2 separate regions of the Zea mays genome follow, and region 2 is linked to region 1. A link is a contact called in public Hi-C data. All regions are on one chromosome and are shown on one strand. The core of a region is the stretch at or near the end of the contact, and the rest is flanking DNA. Distances in the headings are between cores, read along the strand shown. Region 1 holds the start of LOC100280767 (malate dehydrogenase, cytoplasmic). Region 2 holds the start of LOC100217086 (putative protein of unknown function (DUF640) domain family protein).

Region 1 (5,134 bases), core at 2,507-5,006:
AGGAAATGCAGCATCAACCAACTCCATCTTAACACCATTAAGGGCTTCAGCTGCTGGCGGAATATCAAGCATGTGCAGAATAACAGGCTGGTCTGCACCAAGCATAACTCCCCTAGCAATCATGGGAACAAGAGCATATCCAATTTGCCCTATCAAACGAAAAAACAAAATTAGCTCACATTGCCATCCAAAAATAAGATCAGTTTAAAATGTCCCCTTGTACAAGTCGCTTTTACTGTGGTAACAGTGAGAGAATGAAATCATAATATGAAGTCAGCACTAAAGTTGCAAATCAGTATGGTTCAGTGCTAACTTCTGAAAACTAAGATATACTCAAGCACACAATAGTTCCTCTCAAATTCCAGTACAGAAGCAACTTTATCGGATAATATTGGGATGTTTACATAAATAAAGTGCAAAACGCTGTGGGAATGGAAAATTCACTTGAAAACCTACTTAAAATGGCCAGAATCAGCATTCTTAACCCCAGAAGTTGCTAGAAGAGAGGTAGTACTGCCTCTACTGGGTTCAACTAATGACCTAACTGCACATCTTACAATACTTCCCTGAACAAGGAGACATCAACAAACAAATATACCAATATCCCTACTCCAGTCTCCAGAAAGTGAGATCATCCTATAATAAAAGACTCGAATGTAAAACTAGCCAGAAATTTTTAATGGAGCATTGGTTGCAGCCTCAGCATCTCCACCTATTTCAGTCATGCTGCTTAAATTTGGGAATGATTGATCTCCTTAATGCTCAGGCTTGCCACATGACATTGGGTTTACAACTTAAAACAATGAAAATATGAAATATCACATGTATCCTGGGCGACAAATCTGCAGTAAGATTTTGGATCTAAATTCTCCCTCTATCACAATGGCAATCACTCATCGACTAGACAAACTTTCATTACAAATTTGTTCGCAACAAAAGCCCATGGCATGTGTGCTCCATTTGTGGATTGCACAATGATGTTCATGTGGGCCTGCAGCCCTACCCGGTCGCCATGTGTTAAAGGTAGTAGATCTTTAGACAAACTCAAATGTCCCACTCTCTAAATTTGGGAATGATTGATCTCCTTAATGCTCAGGCTTGACACATGACATTGGGTTTACAACTTAAAACAGTGAAAATATCACCTGTATCCTGGTCGACAAATCTGCAGTAAGATTTTGGATCTGAATTCGCCCTCTATCACAATGGCAATCACTCATCGACTAGACAAACTGTGATAACAAATTTGTTTGCAACAAAAGCACATGGCATGTGTGGTTCCATTTGTGGATTGCACAATGATGTACATGTCCAAGGGCGGATTCAGAGGGGGGGGGGCTGCAGCCCTGCCCGGTCGCCATGTGGTAAAGTTAGCAGTAGATCTTTATACTAACTCAAATGTCCCACTCTCTAAGCCACCATGCATCAGTCATGTCCGCATCTAACATGACAATCTATTTTTTGCCGTTTTTACGGGGGATGTCACATAAAATGCCATGTTAACGACCAATTGTTAGTGACTAGTGATTTAATTTCATTCGTATAAGACAAAAAAATTAACTGTCCTTATCCAACACACGTGCACTATGATAGCGGCCTCGTCCTAGTATGCGTCCTAACCCTAGTCATCCGATGTCCGAGTGGTTGCCCTACTCCATGGCACGATTACAGTCGACAGGCACCCATGCCCAGGTTCTAGATCGGCAGGTGGCAATAGCTAAGGTTGCCCACCACAAGGCACCAGCCATCTGTCATCATTGTACATGTCCATGCAATTGCTAGTAGACCCTCCTTTGATCCATTCCTGAATCCGCCATTGTACATGTCCATGCAAAGCAGAATGCAACAACACCCTATCCTATCATAGCATGTCGCAAACCTCAAAGCTAGAACAAATTCTAGCTCCTCATTCCAGTATGCTACATGGACACACCATTATTGCTGATACATCTTTAAAACAAAACAGACAATTATTGAATGCCACAAATATTATCCAACATGGTATCAGAGCTGTTGAGGGAAGAAGGTCGCTATAACAACAAGAAGGGCAGAGGGGCTAGGGAAGGGATAAACCAAGGCAACCCTTCCACCACAAATGTGGAGAGACTACTTCAAACCCCCGACTGTCGACTCGATGAGACAGCTCTCACCACTGCACCAGGCCTGCCTTTCCATTCGAGCTTGGTACAAGCATATACTAAAATGGAACTGAAAGTAAGGGCATGTTTGGCATGACTCTACTCCACCTCAGAGCAGCTCTACTCTAAAACTCTAGCTGGAGCAGCTCTGCTACAGAGTTTATATTGTTTCTCATAACCGGTGGCAGTGGCGGGTAAATAACTCCAAACTCCATGACTAGGTTGCTTTTTTGGAGCTTTCGGAACAGCAAAAGAGATACTCCAAAAAATTGTACTGCAGCTCCAAAAACTCCATAGAGTTTACAACTCTGGAGTTAGTGTGTTTGGTATGCCCTGCCCAGCTCCTCCTTGGAGTTTTGCTCTGGAGCCATTCCAAACACGCCCTAAATATGCATTGTACACCAGCTCTAATACCATGAAATACTGAAATATGACACAAGCAGCTGACTTAATTGTTGTATCGCAGTAGATGCTTGTCAAAATAGTTCCATAACAGACAAGTGTCACGCATGCTGTGCAATTTTATAAATGAATCCTAGGCATAAGCTAGAATAAACAGATAAGCAGAATATCTAACTAAAATTTGGCTAATCCATACCAATCCGACAAACCCTGTTGTTATGATAACAGAAGTGCAAGAACTCAGATGACATGCTACAAAAGAGTGAACAAGTCAAGACAGCCCTATAATTTGGCGTGACCAACTTTTGATTGAGGCACATTGAGAGCCCCAAACAACTGGGGCCTGGACCCCTGCCCCATGGATGCCTACACCACTGTCATTAATGTTTGAGGAAGTTCCACTAATTACATTGCATGATTATTAAGACATCTATCTAAACAGCTAAAATGTTACATCATTCAGGCAATGATCAAGTAGACAGAATTCATGCAAGTTTTCACATGTAAAATCCATGGAGTAACAAGATCTGTAACTTAAATCCCACAAGATATTCTAATAAGATTAAATGTATCAAATTCACTCTTTGGTGTAACCACTGACTCCAAAACCCCTAAACCAGATCAGAACATGGTGCTATCCCGAAACCTTCCATAATAGAACCCGTAAAGTTCAACTAGAAACCACAGCGGCGAAATCAACTATCTAAAGAGTAAGCCATTCATTAAGCGAAGCTAACGAGTTAACCGGATCAAGGGGATACCACGAGAATCAAGTGGCTACCATCAATCCCAACCACTGATCAGATTAGCTAGCATCGCAGATCGGTTCAACTTCACCAGCTGAACAAGGACAGTGACAGCGACAGTCAGCTCTTCGACTGGTCAAATCTAAATCAACCCTAACGCCCTAAACACCATCAGATCAAACGAAAAAAAAACAAGATCTAGCGAGCTAAGCACACTAAAGCCCACAGAATCGGATCGGACTAGGGCCGACTAGGCCAGATCCGAGACGGACCAAAAGACACCGAGTACTACGCGGATCGGGAAGGGGGAGGATTCAGCAACGTACCTGCGGCGCCAGTGACGAGCACGCGCATCGGTTCCTTCGCCATCGGAGCGAGTAGAGGAGGAGGCGGAGAGTTTCGAGAAGGTTCTGGAAGCGGGGGTTTGGAGTGGCTTTGGAGGAAGCGGCAACCAAGGATAGCAGATGGGATGCGACATGCGACAATGGGTGGCCGCTATTTAACGACGCCGCTGTGACGGGGAGCCAGGGGAGTCCACTGTCACTCGCCCCACAACGAGAGCAACTGTTCATAGTCACTGACAATGGGCCTGATACTTACGGGGTCCAGACATCAGTGTTGCAATGTGGGCTCTGTGCCTGATACTTGCTGCTCAGCTGCTGTGTGCGGTGTGCCTACTGCCTAGGCAAGAGGCTTGCGAACAGTGACGACTTGTCGACTTGACCCTGTGGCCTGTGGCGCTGGCCACCGGCCCACCGCCCATGGCTTCGAATAGGAGTGGATATCGAGCTGACTCGGCTCGGCTTGGCTCGACTTGAGTTGACTCGTTAAGATAACGAGCTGGCTCGGCTCGACTCGTTATGTTAACAAGCTGAAGATCCAACTCAGCTCGACTCGTTTGCCAACTCGAGCTGGCTCGTGTAGCTCGCGAGCCAGCTTGATAATATCATGTCTAGTGTCTACGAACGAATATAAAAATATGTAGCAAAAGAAAAGAAGGAGATCTATTTAGAAAAAAGAATAGAGTTTGCAACTTAAGATTCCACACTCAACAAAGAACAAGATTAACTATAGTAGAGTATAAGATTAACTATTTTGGATCCGAGATTATTGTAATTTGACTAATTACTCCAACTCGTTTGGCTCACAAGTCAGCTCGCGAGCCAGCTCGAGCTGGCTCGTTATCGTAACGAGTTTAAATACAAACTCAACTCGTTACAAATTATAAACGAGTCGAGTCATTATTGAGTCGAGTCGAGCGAGTTAACGAGCTACGAGTTTTTCGTCCAGCCCTAGCTTCGACGGTGATCTTTATTTCCAAAAGTCAAATAATCTAAATTTTAATCAAATATAATCATAAAACATTAATAATTACGATATTTTAATAATACCATCAGATTTATCTTATCATATATTTTCATATTAAATATATTTAAAAATAAAAATATTAATACTAATTTATATAAATTTAATTAGAAAATAAAATTAGTTGGATTCTCAGATTATATATATACTAGTACAATAATAGCACACAATCATATTTGATACATATGATCCACGTATCAAATATAAGAATAAATATTACACTTTATCTTAGTTCAAATGCTGATAAATGTATGAGTTGAAAAATAGCTCGACCTTTTTTTATAACTTGCTCGGTCGTACGTCCTTCTTCAGCTAGCGAAGTGTTACTATACGCTACATATGGCTTCCTGTCGTGCTAGGATTGGATGATTTCTCACAGCCCATATGCAGTGTAACGGTCCATTTATAGACGTGAAGCGGGGAAGAGAAAAGACATACGCACTTCACACGTGACGCACAACGTAAAACTAGAGCTAAAAGTTG
Region 2 (5,065 bases), core at 8-2,507, 290 kb after region 1:
TCATGAATTGTTTCTATATGTTAAATTGGTATATGCATTTGTTCCTGTAGATTAAGCTGACGAATATGTGTGTAAATTTGCGATGAATTGATAAGTGATGAAAATTGTGAGAAAAATTACTATTTTTGTTGTTGTGGAATTGGTTTAGAATTAACAAGCAATTGATTATGTTATGTATATGCATATTGTTTTTATATGACCCGTGAGCTAAATGAGTGACCTCAAGCTCGCAAACGAACCAAGCTAAACTTATGAACTAGCTTGATATCCAACCCTAGCTATATAATTTAGACGGGCGATACAAATTATAAGAGAACAAGCTTACAAATCCGTAGGATTATGTTTCAGAGAAATGTTGCTAGTCAAAAACCTCAATTTTAAAAAGTAAAAAAACTCGTAGTTTCTCAAATCTACATAAGATTATTGTAACAATCAATGAATACTAGTATTAGATCGATTGTGAAATATATATTTATAATAAAAAATATATGAGACATAAACTAAAATATTATCTTATATTTTCCCTCTATTCTAAGTTGTATTGTGAGTCGTTTTAGCTTTATAGGTTTTTTTATATCTAAAGTGATTTATAATTCAGAATAGATTAAGTATAAATTTGGTCAATTTTAAAACAAGATTTGTTCTAAATTTAAAATTGTTTTTTTTGAAAAAGGTGGAGGGTGGCAACCAATTTATTTTTAGGGGTGGACGTTAGTAAATAAAAAAGTAAAAGGCACACGGGGGCACAAAACGACAAACATTTGCACCAGGAGATGTCGCGTAAGCCCAGATAGTCGTTCTCCGTAAAACGACGCGATTTCGGTCAATGTTGAGCTAAGCTGCAGAGCACCCAGCATTCTACACCGACATTCCCAGTCTCGGCGGCACTCACAAGTCACAAGAACCACTACCAACACCGGCCAGCAGCTTCGCCGTTCCCCCTCCGGCGTCGGCGGCATCCGCCACACGCGTTCGTTCGTTCCTTCAAGTCCCATGTCCACCCCCGGCCGCCGCACCGCGCGCCCGTGGTGGAGTCGAGTGGAGGGGTAGATTTTAAAAGCCCATTCCGTACCGATGATATTTCACTTGTCACCGCCCCTATCATCGCTAAAAACCTTTCTTTTTCTCCCGTCACATCACCTTTCACTGCATACTGTCTCCTCCCTCTCACCCATTCACTTGCAGTCCTGCAGTGTGCCACAGTCCCTCCCCTCTTCCAGTCTCGCCGCCAATTAGTACTCACCCCCTCCCTTGCATCCGCTCCCCTCCCCCCTCCTCTCTTCCCCCCCCGACCTCGGCGCCGAGGCATGCTGTTGCCGTGAGTGAGCAAGGGATCTTTCCGGCGATCTTGGAGGCGGCGAGCCTGGTGCCGCATGCTGGCTGTCCGGCCGGCCGGAGGCTAGCTAGCTCTCGCCTCTCGACCGAGAAGTGAAGTGAAGTGAAGCGAGGCAAGTGCTGTCCAGTAGTAGTGGTGGTCGCGAACACTATTTATAGCGCCCCGGCCCCCGCCCCCGCGTGCGGCGCTCTCTTCTCTCTCACAGGACCACGGCTCGCGCGCGCGGGCACCGACTCCAAAATAGATAGATCTCATCTCATCTCCTTCTTGCTGATAGGTTGTTTGGTTGCTTACTTAGCTTGCTTGTCAGATGGACCTGGTGCCGCACCCGGACAGCCCGCACTCCGACAACAGCGGCGGCGGCGGCGGCTCGGCGTCCGGGGCGCTGTCGCCGGGGGCGTCATCCGCGGGCGCGGCGTCGGCGCTGGCGTCGCCGAGCCGGTACGAGTCGCAGAAGCGGCGGGACTGGAACACGTTCGGGCAGTACCTGCGGAACCACCGGCCGCCGCTGTCCCTGGCGCGCTGCAGCGGCGCGCACGTGCTGGAGTTCCTGCGCTACCTCGACCAGTTCGGCAAGACCAAGGTGCACACCCCGGCCTGCCCCTTCTTCGGCCACCCGGCGCCGCCGGCGCCCTGCCCGTGCCCGCTCCGCCAGGCGTGGGGCAGCCTGGACGCGCTCGTGGGCAGGCTGCGCGCCGCCTACGAGGAGAACGGCGGGCGGCCCGAGAACAACCCCTTCGGCGCGCGCGCCGTCAGGCTCTACCTTCGCGAGGTCCGCGACCATCAGTCCCGCGCCCGGGGCGTCAGCTACGAGAAGAAGAAGCGCAAGAAGGCCCCGGCGCACCCCGTCCCTGCCGCCGTCATCTCCTCCTCCCACGACGGCAACGGGCACCACTACGAGCACCAGATGCCGCCGCCGCCGCCGCCCGGCGCCGCGGCTTGACTGGCCAGCCGGCCGGCCGGCCGGAGCTCCCGGTCCCGGCGCGGCCCCATGTATGCTACTACCACATGCACTACTATTAGCCGATCATCTTCTTGGTCGGTGCCTCTCTATAGCTAGCTGAAGCTCCTGTGATCGACTACTATATATCTATTGCCTCTATCTAGTTCTTGGCTCCTTTCTACTATCGATCTGTGGCTATAGTTTAGCTGCCACTACTGCTAGTACAACTGCTGCTGCTGCTACAAATTACTCCCGTTGCTCTTTCAAATATGCTTTTGCTGCTGGTATTGCTACTGGAACTACTACTGTCTCTTGATTAGGTCAGTTCTCGATCTGATCGTTTCCCAGCTTAATTGGTGACACTCTACTATTTGCTGCTACTGGTGATGCCTCCAGCTGCAGCTGTGAACTCTTGATGTGCTTCCTAGCAGCTTTTGCTCCTTTGATCAAATTGGCTTGAGATTTTAATTCGCTTGTTAGCTTGCTGCTGATCTTCCAGCTGCGTGCTCTTTGACTTTGGGTTTAGATTCTTTGCATCCAGTGTGAGGTGAGATATCTGCGGGAAGCTAGTCATCTTGTTCTTGGGGGCCGGGTCTGTCTGTGTGATGCGGGGAGTCATGTCAGTTTCTGTCGTCCTCGCGGGGAATCAACGTACTGTTGCTGCGGGTCAGGGATGGATGAGTGGGTTGGTTCGAAGGGCCGTGTGGGCGATGGCGATGGCGATGGCGTGTCGTGTTGCGTCTGTGCTAGCCTACTGCATGCTGGCTGCGATTGCTGCCTTCTGCCTGCTGCTACACTCTTTTGGGGATCTTTTTCATTTCTTTTTATGGTAGTTCTTATGGTAGTTCATGTCTCTCTGACGATTCCATAAGTGTCTAGGCTTGTCTGGTCATCTTAAAGGAGATGCGCCCGCGCGGCCGATTGGAATGTGGACAGAAATGGTGTGGAGCAGATTTATGCCGCCGGCCAGTACTATTTGTGTTCGATCATGAACGATGATTCCTGCTTGTTCAGTTGCTATTTATTATTTGAGGATAATAATGAGATCAGCAGTTGGTTGATGCTATTCATACGCTGTTTGCCGTAGTGCTTCTAGTTTGTCGCCTGTTTGAAACCCCGAGAAGAATTTGACGGTGTTCTGCAAGATTGTTTCATAAAATAAGAACGGGATAGCTAGTTGCCTTCTGAGGAATCTGTGCAAGTTCTCAAACAGGACCTTCAGCTTATAGCAGCACGCACTCTTATTTGCATTTACTGAGCTGATTGTGTAGTCTACTTTTCTGCCTGGTTGCATTTTTTTGTGGTCGCTGCATGCTTTTGATCCATTCTTTTCTGCCATATATTTATACTTTGTGCAATATATACTGTAGCTATGTTTGGTTAGGTTTTTTGGCGCTGCTTTATTTTGCTTGCCCGCCAAAAGACTAACAAAAAAATATCTGTTTTTGAAGGCTAATTATTCAGAGACAACTGTTTTCCTACTATATTTTGAAAAGTTTGGTTTTAGGTTTTCTACTTTTTTCGAAATACATGAAATGATTCTTTTATAGTTGTTTGAAGACAGATAAAAACGAGAGGTATATATTGCACTTTTCTCAAACAGGTTTTTAGCTTTCTTAGGGGTGGTTTGAATGCATTAATTAGAGCTAATAGTTAGATGTTAAAATTAGCTAAAGTACAATAGTCTAGCTAATAGTTCAGTTATTAGCATCTCCAAGAGACTCCATTTTTACTCTCTATATGATTCTCTATTTATCTCTTAAAGATTATATATATATATATATATATATATATATATATATATATATATATATATATATATATATATATATATATATATATATATATATATATATATATATATATATATATATATATATATATATATATATATATGGCTTCTTATTTCAACAATCTCTCAATTTCTCGTTCTCCAAATCCCAACCGCTACATTCTTCATACACAGACATGTGGGTCTTATACATCATCCCGTAGTTTGCAAGTCAGTTTAGCTAGCTTGAGTGGCTAGCTAAGTTTGGCATGGAGTTAATTTAGAGAGCTAGATGACTTGACGAGTTGGATAACTAGTCTATTGAAGAGTTATTTTGCTATTGAGTAGCCAAATTTTTGAATTGACAAGCCATTTAACTAGACTTTTGGATATGCTCTTAGTTACTTTTAGTAAATTAGTTAATAGTTAGCTAGCTAGCTAATTTCACTCGGATTTTTTTAGCCAACTGACTATTAGATCTAGTGCATTCAAATACCCGCTTATCTGATATTTCGTAGCACTTTTTTCACATGCTGTATCAGTTTTTCTCTACGGCCGCAGGTCAACTAAACAGACACTCCAAGTAAAGGTTATATGGTGCCATATATACTTTGTCCAAGCTTGTGTCTGCTTCTGGATGAAAACGTGCAGATTTTTGGTGATTTAAACATGGATTAGCAAATGCATGCGTTCTAAACACATCTAGATCAGAGTAGCTAATCGTTGAGTGTATTAGCACTTGTGATATATACTAGTATTGCAGGCTGAGCCTGACTGCAAGCTTTGCTTTATTTCTTCTTGAATCTTGATCCCAAAAAAAGAAAAAGGAGATTGACCGGTAGATGTCCATTCCATATCACTCATGTCTGCTGTGCCTGCTCACATCAAATCAAAGCATGGCTGTAAAGTACTAGCAGGAGTCAGGAGTGATCTATCGATCGGCCATTGGGAGAGGTTCTCCTTGCATAGGTTAACAGGCAATGCATTGCATTATTTCAGTATCGGTATCGGCCAT

The links. Hi-C and Micro-C count contacts between places; a contact is called where the count stands out from the background.
Region 2: a Hi-C map of tassel shows a contact between it and region 1, with 3 times the contacts expected there. The contact joins the promoter of LOC100217086 here to the promoter of LOC100280767 in region 1. A contact is called at or near these places in 3 of 25 Hi-C or Micro-C datasets (ear, leaf and tassel).

The regions. Positions count from the first base shown.
Region 1 is chr5:29,752,786-29,757,919 of Zm-B73-REFERENCE-NAM-5.0, forward strand. It overlaps LOC100280767 (malate dehydrogenase, cytoplasmic), which reads right to left and starts at 3,757. Exons shown (of 7, transcript NM_001398308.1): 1 at 3,613-3,757; 2 at 1-149. The coding sequence starts at 3,655.
Region 2 is chr5:30,045,106-30,050,170 of Zm-B73-REFERENCE-NAM-5.0, forward strand. LOC100217086 (putative protein of unknown function (DUF640) domain family protein) reads left to right here and starts at 1,258. Exons shown (of 2, transcript NM_001143455.1): 1 at 1,258-1,448; 2 at 1,635-2,745. The coding sequence starts at 1,647. The coding sequence ends at 2,279.